2 separate regions of the Sus scrofa genome follow, and region 2 is linked to region 1. Evidence: chromatin contacts called from public Hi-C data. All regions are on one chromosome and are shown on one strand. The core of a region is the stretch at or near the end of the contact, and the rest is flanking DNA. Distances in the headings are between cores, read along the strand shown.

Region 1 (3,937 bases), core at 612-3,111:
ATAGGGTCCTGAAATTCTACTGCTGGTGAGTCAACCATCTGAGTTAAGTCCTACCTTATCTCTGGAACTTATAAAAAAAAAAAAAAAAAAAAAAAAAAGCCCAAAGTGTAGGGCAGCGTATTAAGTCACAGTAACATCTCCATCTAAAAGTTTATCTGATTTTTCCCTCCTCCCTTCTATCAGGAAGTATTTACTGGGTGCCTGGAACACTCAGGAAAGCTGCCAACCCTGGGACATGGCATCAAATTGGCCTCTGTTCTCAAGGAGTTCACAGGCTGGCCATGGGGCAGGTTCACAGACAATGACATGTAATAAAGCCTCTACAAGGAAGAGATAAACAAGATGCAAATGGAGACTAGCCCAGCAGAAGGCATGGCTCCTGTCTACCTGAGGAGGTTGAGAAGACTTTGCAGGAAATGTACATTTGAGCTAAGTCTTAGAAAAAAAGAAAAGAAGTGGCGTTTGCAGAGCAAAGGAAATAGGATAGGAGAGGCAAGGCAGCCAGAGAGAGCAAGAAGTCCTCAGAAGAAATGTCAGGCTTCTGGAAGGGGCTTTCGGAGAGGGACCATGCTGTGTGGAGCTGAGTGGAGCAGGAGAGGCTGGGAGGGACACAGGACCCGTTCCCCGGAATCACGGGCACATTCCCATGTAGAGGTGACAAAAGGGAGATAGACAGTCCAGGAAAGGGTACAAGTGAAACACTTGCCAACTCTGAAATTCTACCCAAGCGCGAACTTGCTCCCTCTTATACTTGAGATGCTGGCTACCTACTGAAATCAGGTCACTGCCTTGCCTCTCTGGTTGCACCTTTAATCTTTAGAATCCAAGGCCAGAGTTGAATGAAAATCTTGTCCTCCTTGAATATATCTCCTGCCTGGTGAGTGCAAATACCATTTCGAAATAAAAATACTCGATCTATTTCTGTTTTTGTTGGGACTCATTGATTCTGAGAACCTAATGATTCATCTTATCCACACTACAAAGAAGGCAAGGGAATCGGTCATATACTGCAGTACAGCTAGATTTTCAAACAAACAGGAAAGACCATTTTAAAAGATATCAATGGGAAAAATATATTCTCTCTTAGTTTTGGATTTGAAGATTGGATTCTCCCTTTTATTATTATTTTTTAAAAATTTCCTTTTAAAACTCCCAAACTTTTAGGAAAACTTTGCCTTCTCTATGTGCCCCAAAGCCCCACCTTCCATTCCCCTCAGGGCACACATTTTCTGACGAATCTTCTGTACTTCCCACATAAAACACCAAACCAACGCACAGCAATCATCCCAAAGTGCAAAGCAAACTTTTCTTGTTAGTTGTGCTGGCAAAAATCTTGGAAAGTGTAAGCTACATAAATTCCAAGAAAAAGACCAAAATATATCTCTGCAAAGCAGAACTTCCTTCTAACAAGATTTGTAAAATTCCGCCCTTCACCGCCTCCCCCCCCAGCCGCTATTCTGACACAAGCTGAACTTATTTGCACAACGTTCCAAAGCAGACAGGGACACACGCGAGCGCACACGTACACAAACACACAAAGAAGACGTGCCTGAAGACTGTCTGAGAGGGAGTGTTCCGAACCAGACCGACCGTGTGCTGTGTCCTTGCCCAGATGCATCTGACTTCAGGCTTGGGAACATTAAACAAACACAAAAACAAGAGCCGGCGATGTGCGTGCTGGGCTGGGTGACAGAGGCAGCGAGCAAATATTGGGATTGTATTTCACCTGTTGCCATGGTTACCAAAGCAGGGTGGATACTTGCAGAAAGAGAAAGAAAGAAAACTGGGAAGACAATGAGTCCTAGGAGACCGAATGTGTGTACGCGGAGGCGCTGGTGAGGGCGGAGGAGGGTGAGCCAAAAGAGAATATCCCATAAAAAGGGCCATTTCAATACCGCTTTGTGCTGGGTGCTCAGAGAGCTTGGTCATCCCTCCATACCAGCACGAAACAGATCTCCAAAAGCCCAAGGAAGATCCTCGAAGCCCCAAAGAACACGGCAGTGAGACGTGGGACGTTTACTTTTGCTTGGTGGCAGGCAAAATCAAGGCAGTTAGTACTGGGTACCAAGAGATGCAAAACTCAGCGCATAGCCATTCTCCTGGGGATCAATAAGACCAGCTTAGTGATCTCAAGCCCAGACCACAAAGTCTCAGAAAGAACTGCAGAGAACTCTACCCATTTCTTCAGGCATTCTGATGATGAACTTCAATTTCTATTTCATACAAAAGCTGACTGACCCTCTTCTTCCCAGGCACTCTGTTTCACTAACGCAACTCTGCAGAAAACGCTTCAGGAAACACTGGCTTAGAAGGTTCACTATCACAGCAACCAGCAGATGGCTTTCTGTGTCAATTCTTGACCAGCACCTGGGAAGTGAAGTACTCTAACCTTGAAAACTTGGAATCTGGGTTCCCATTCCATTTCTTCTGCTGATTAGCTACATGAACTTAAACCAGTTGTTAACTTGAATGTCAGGCTTTTGTTTCTCAAAGGAAAGAATTTTGCTAAAATAATCCCTGAGCTCCTTTCCTGCTTTGGAATTTAGTGACTCATAGCAACAGATAATCTCTCAAATTCTCATTTTCAAAACAAATATAATCCAATGAATAATCCCATGTATTTGGAATTCTGATCAGCACCTGGAATGTAAACCCTATAGGAATTTGTTCTGTAGAAATATAAATAAATGGTTGCTAGCTCTTATCAATGATCTCATAATCTAATCATTTACATTGTACCAAAAAAAAAAATGGACACCATGTATTCCTAAATGAAACGTTCTACATTGTGTTAAGTGGGCAACAAGGCAGAGGTATGTACAAAGTTATACTTTCAGCCAAAAGAAAGGACCTGGGGCTTCCATTAGCTCTTAGAGGCATGTTGTTGCTTTTAGCTCTGTAATTCAGCCCTTGTCTTGGCCAGACAGAAATATGGATTAGCCTGCTCTCCAGTGTTTAGATGATAAGAACTAGAGAGGCTAATAGGTGGCTGAGCCCAGCTATTAATTTAAGCCAAGACTTCCTTTATACACCTGAGTTTTACTTTGATAAGAATTTGCTTTGATTCAGAATAAGTTATCATGGGGATGTCAGAATCAGCACAATGTAGTAGAAACAGGGTGGAAATCAAAGAAGACTTGGGCTCAGGGCCTGATCGTGCCACTGGATAATGCTGGAAAAGTTACAAAGAACTTCTCGGTGTTTATAAAATGAGAATAATAACATTTCCCCGTCGACTTTACAGGGTTGTTATGAGGCTCCAATGGGACAAAGGGCACGGAAGCACTCAGAATTTGGAAAGTGCTTTACTAGTATAAACTCACAGGATGATCATCCCCCTGGCTGGCAAAACATTATGGTTTAGAGTCAGGACCAAGCGCCCAATGCCTGGGTTCACATCCCAGCACCATTTTTTTTTTTTTTAAATCAGCTTGAATGTTCTTTGCAAGTTATTCAATCTCTCCGATTATTCATTCATAAAACAAGATGAAGGACCGTACCTCCGTCAGTGGATTGTTTCAAGAATTAAACGAGCTAATAATACACTGCAAGATGTTTAACATAATTTCCGCCACATACACAAGTGATTCATCAATGTCATCAATTACCATTTTCTACTATGATGTTTTAAGGTAAATTGCCCTTAAAATGAGATCCACTGTACATAGCAGTGAGAGCTTAGATTTTTGCTGTGGTCAGTGTGGAGTCTTAACCGAATTCCTATTCATCTGCATATTGGCCCGTGAGGGAAAAGGATTCTGCAAAGAGTGGGCACCTTGGTTCAGCCCATCATTGTGTTTTGATCACTGGCTGCAGGGACACAGGACTGCTGGCACCCTCCAAACGTTAAGAAGAGTTTCTTCCAAGCCAACAGCATTTCCTGCCTTGCCACAAAGCTTCTGAGAAGCAGACATGCTATTTATCACTGCTTTTTATT
Region 2 (3,937 bases), core at 635-3,134, 210 kb after region 1:
TCCTCCTTCTTCATTGTTCCTGCCACAAGTTCCCACCATGAACTCCAGCCACAGATTCTACCACAGATCCTTTATAAGCCTAGCACCTCCTCACAGTCAGGGCTGGTGCCATCTTGAGCTCAGCCAGTGCCCCTTTGATGCCTTAAAAATCTCTCTTGCTCATGGAAACAACCCAAATGTCCATCGACAGATGATTGGATTCGGAAGATGTGGTATATATACACAATGGAATACTACTCAGCCATAAAAAGGATGACATAATGCCATTTGCAGCAACATGGATGGAACTAGAGAATCTCATCCTGAGTGAAATGAGCCAGAAAGACAAAGACAAATACCATATGATATCACTTATAACTGGAATCTAATATCCAGCACAAATGAACATCTCCTCAGAAAAGAAAACATGGACTTGGAGAAGAGACTTGTGGTTGCCTGATGGGAGGGGGAGGGGTGGGAGGGATCAGGAGTTGGGCTTATCAGACACAACTAGAATAGATTTACAAGGAGATCCTGCTGAATAGCATTGAGAACTATGTCTAGATACTCATGTCGCAACAGAAGAAAGGGTGGGGGAAAAACTGTAATTGCAATGTATACATGTAAGGATAACCTGACCCCCTTGCTGTACAGTGGGAAAATAAAAAAAAAAAATCTCTCTCTTGCTTTACCAACTTGGCCTTGGGCATTCCTTCCTCGGCAAACCTAACAGTGTCCTTATAAAAAGGGGAAATTTGGACGGAGACACACTCACATGGAGCACACCACATGAATATGAAGGCAGACCTCCGGGCAATACTTCTGCAGGCCCAGGAACACTCTAAGATTGGGGCAAACCACCAGAACCTAGGAGAAGGGCATGGAACCAATCCTTCCTCATAGCTCTCAGAAGGAATCAACCCTGCTGACACCTTGATCTTGGACTTCCAGCCTTTAAAACTGGGAGACAAAATACATCTCCGTTGTTCTAAGCCACCTAGTTTATGGTATTTTGTTAACAGAAGCCCTAGGAAATTAATATAGAGGGTAAAGGGGAAAAAATTCCCAAACTGGACATCTTTGGTACCAAGAGATCTTTAAAGGACAGGAGGCATGGTTATCTTGCATCCCTGGGTTGACCATGGGGCTTTGCTCAAAAGATTATATTGTCTTTTTCCTGCCACCCATTAAAAAAAAAAAAAAAACCGAAAAACAAAAACCAAAAAACCCATTTGACCTTCCAAAAGTACACTCCCAAGTAAAACTGGCAAAAACTCAGAGTGGACAGTCAAGGTTTCCTGTTCTCGCCCAAGAAAGCAGAAATTGTATTACTCTTTCATGACCACAAGGTATTTCCTAAGCTCATTAAGCACATTTTTCCTGCACAAGATCTTGTCTTAATAAGGCCACCGACACCCCATTCCTCCGGCCTCAGTCATCAGGCAGGATGAAAGGCTGGTGGAGATGAGAGGGGGGCTCTGGAGAGTTCCAACCCTGCTTGTTTATTTTGAGACACACTTGTGCTCCGACATGGGCCATCACAATCGTGGTCAAAGCATTAGGACTCTGAAGAACACAAACAAAGTTAACTGTGGCAAAGGGCCAGGGTAAAGGAAGGGCCAGGGTGAGGCTTTTTTCAGCATCTTACAGGGAGGGCAACTTTGCATAGCCTTTTATATGATAATCACAGCCCCTTCGTCTGTATTGAACTCTGCCCCAAGAAGGAAAAATAAATAAATAAGGCTGACTAATGGCTTGTTTCCCCAGAGGCGGCTTTTTATGGGATCATATGTTTTTTCAGCTTTTCAGTCACAGTTTCCTGCTTGGACGTGAGGAGCCCTTGACATTGGCTGTGGCTTCGTGCAGTCTGGACAGCAGCCCAAGCCACCTCAGAGCAGCTGGAGAGGGGTCCAGCTGGACCACAGCACCTTCCCAGGTCACGGCTATGGCGAACCTGGTCCCCTTTGATGAGCTGCACTCAGCGGCAGGTCTTTCAACACCTTCCAGGTCAAGCATGACTCTCCTTACCCGGTTGTCATGTGGAAGACAAGGGTCGGGTGGACTGGGAGCTTGTGACAAAGAGTCTGGAGGCATTCAAAAGCAGGAACAGCGACTCTGAACTGCTCTTGTTCCTGTTCTGTTCCCCATTGCTCCTTCCAGTGTCAGAGAGGCTTTCTGGAATTGGACTGCCTTGAGTTTTCAAATCCCAGCTCTGCCACTGGGTGACTAAGAACAAGTAGCTGAATTTCTGAGCTTCCTTTCTTAGCGGCAAAACTGTTAGGCGATACCCGCCTTATGGACCTCTTATCAGGGTAAGAGATAATGTCTGTAGGACACCTGGCAGGTCGTGTAGTGCTAAGCAAGAAGTAGCCAGCACTGTGACCCAGTGTCCCACACACCCCCACCCTCAAGGCAACTTCCCTGGAGGATTACTCTACAGAAAGGTAATACAAAGCGTGTTGGAGCTGATATCCTGAAGTTGGGCCGAGTTAACAAACAAGCACCAACCACAGTCCTCCAGCTCCCTCTATGCAGCTTTCACTTTATTTCACTGCTTTTGAGTGGGAGGAAATTATTCTGGAATGCTTTCCATTTTGTTCTCCCTTTGAGAGGGTCACAGCACAAAGGGAATCAGGATGGAAGAAGGGAGAGAGACAAATGTGTGTTCTTGATTCTTCCCACCTTGGCTGGGTGGATTGAGGGAAGGGAGAGGTTGATTAACATGCACCACCCTCTTGGTCTTGGATAATTGCAGTTTAATTATACTTAGGGCAGTGCTTTTATCATATTAAATTTGGGGAAGAGTCACAAGATGAGTCATGGAAAAATTTTTGATAAAATTATGGAAACTTGGGACATCTGTGATTTTTTTTTTCTTCCTCGCCTCACTCCTTTCCTACTCTCCTGATCCACCCTTTTCTGCTGCCAGCAGGGCTCCCTGCAGAGAGGCATGCTGAGGAGGCTCCCTCCTGCTGGCAGCCTGACTCCCTGGGCCTCAGGTTTTGCTGAGCCTCACAATCAACCTCTTCCCTGCATTCTGGCAATACTGGAACCCATCTCCTTCCAGGGGGCCAGCTGGGCACACACTGAAGTTAGGGAACCAGCTGCATGCTTCAGACCAGAGTCTTCCAGGGGCTCCCATAGAAGAATCAGGAATCTGTGGCCTTTTCTTATCAATCCCATTCCTCTGCCTCCACGTTGGTTACATCAAAAGGACTAAGCTGTTTCCTTGGTTATGGGGACTTACTGAAAAGACACTTGATGCTCTCCCCTCTCATTGCCTCTCTGAGATCCAGCCTGGAAGTGAAAGGCCATATATAACCTATAGAGTTGTACAGGTTCCCCAAAGAGTTTCTGAGCTGGATAGGGTCAGAGGAGGGCCAAAGAAGGGAGAGAAATAGCATTTTCATCCTTTCCAGAGGAACGCACCGATTCTGCAATAGCAAGGCTTTTTTTTAAACCAAAGACATTTGTTAAGGTAATAATAATTACAATCACAACCACTTTTATAGCACTCTGAAGCTGATGCACTACTTTCACATAATTTAGCATCAAAATGCTATGTACTCTAGATGTCACAGTATCCTCAGAAACCACCCGCTGGCTAACTTTTTGCGTCATGGAAATATTCCCTTTGACAACTGCAGAACAACTGGTGCTGACTCATTAAGGCCATAGCAGGAAGACCTGCTCACCTGAAGACAGAAACTATGGGCCCGAGTTTCAAGAAATCTTTGGACACATTCAAAATATCCTGAAGTGACAGTACGTTCAAAGAGAGTAGGGGTAGAGAGTTCCCGCTGTGGTGCCGTGGGTTAAGGATCCAGCATTGCTGCAGCTGTGGCATAGGGCACAGCTGAAGCTCAGATGGGAGCCCTGGCCTGGGAGTGCAGGCCACGAGTGCAGCCAAAAAACAAAGAGAGAAAGAGTGGAACAAAAGTCAACACAGCTCTGACAT

What was found. A called contact is a pair of places that touch in the nucleus more often than the background predicts.
Region 2: a Hi-C map of skeletal muscle shows a contact between it and region 1, with 2.0 times the contacts expected there. The contact joins two enhancer-like sites. A contact is called at or near these places in 1 of 47 Hi-C or Micro-C datasets (skeletal muscle) and 1 of 2 datasets of contacts at active chromatin or transcription factors (skeletal muscle).

The regions. Positions count from the first base shown.
Region 1 is chr18:43,931,355-43,935,291 of Sscrofa11.1, forward strand. All of the region lies in intron 7 of CREB5 (cyclic AMP-responsive element-binding protein 5), which reads right to left. Among named protein-coding and RNA genes, the nearest start is that of TRIL, 210 kb to the left of the region's middle. Within about 2 kb of position 1,862, at least 23 of the 83 cell types and tissues checked have an H3K27ac peak or open chromatin away from gene starts, as enhancers often do. A contact at or near this core is called in skeletal muscle, where this site is marked.
Region 2 is chr18:44,141,092-44,145,028 of Sscrofa11.1, forward strand. The region is part of intron 4 of CREB5 (cyclic AMP-responsive element-binding protein 5); the gene reads right to left. Among named protein-coding and RNA genes, the nearest start is that of CREB5, 120 kb to the right of the region's middle. Within about 2 kb of position 1,885, at least 17 of the 83 cell types and tissues checked have an H3K27ac peak or open chromatin away from gene starts, as enhancers often do. A contact at or near this core is called in skeletal muscle, where this site is marked.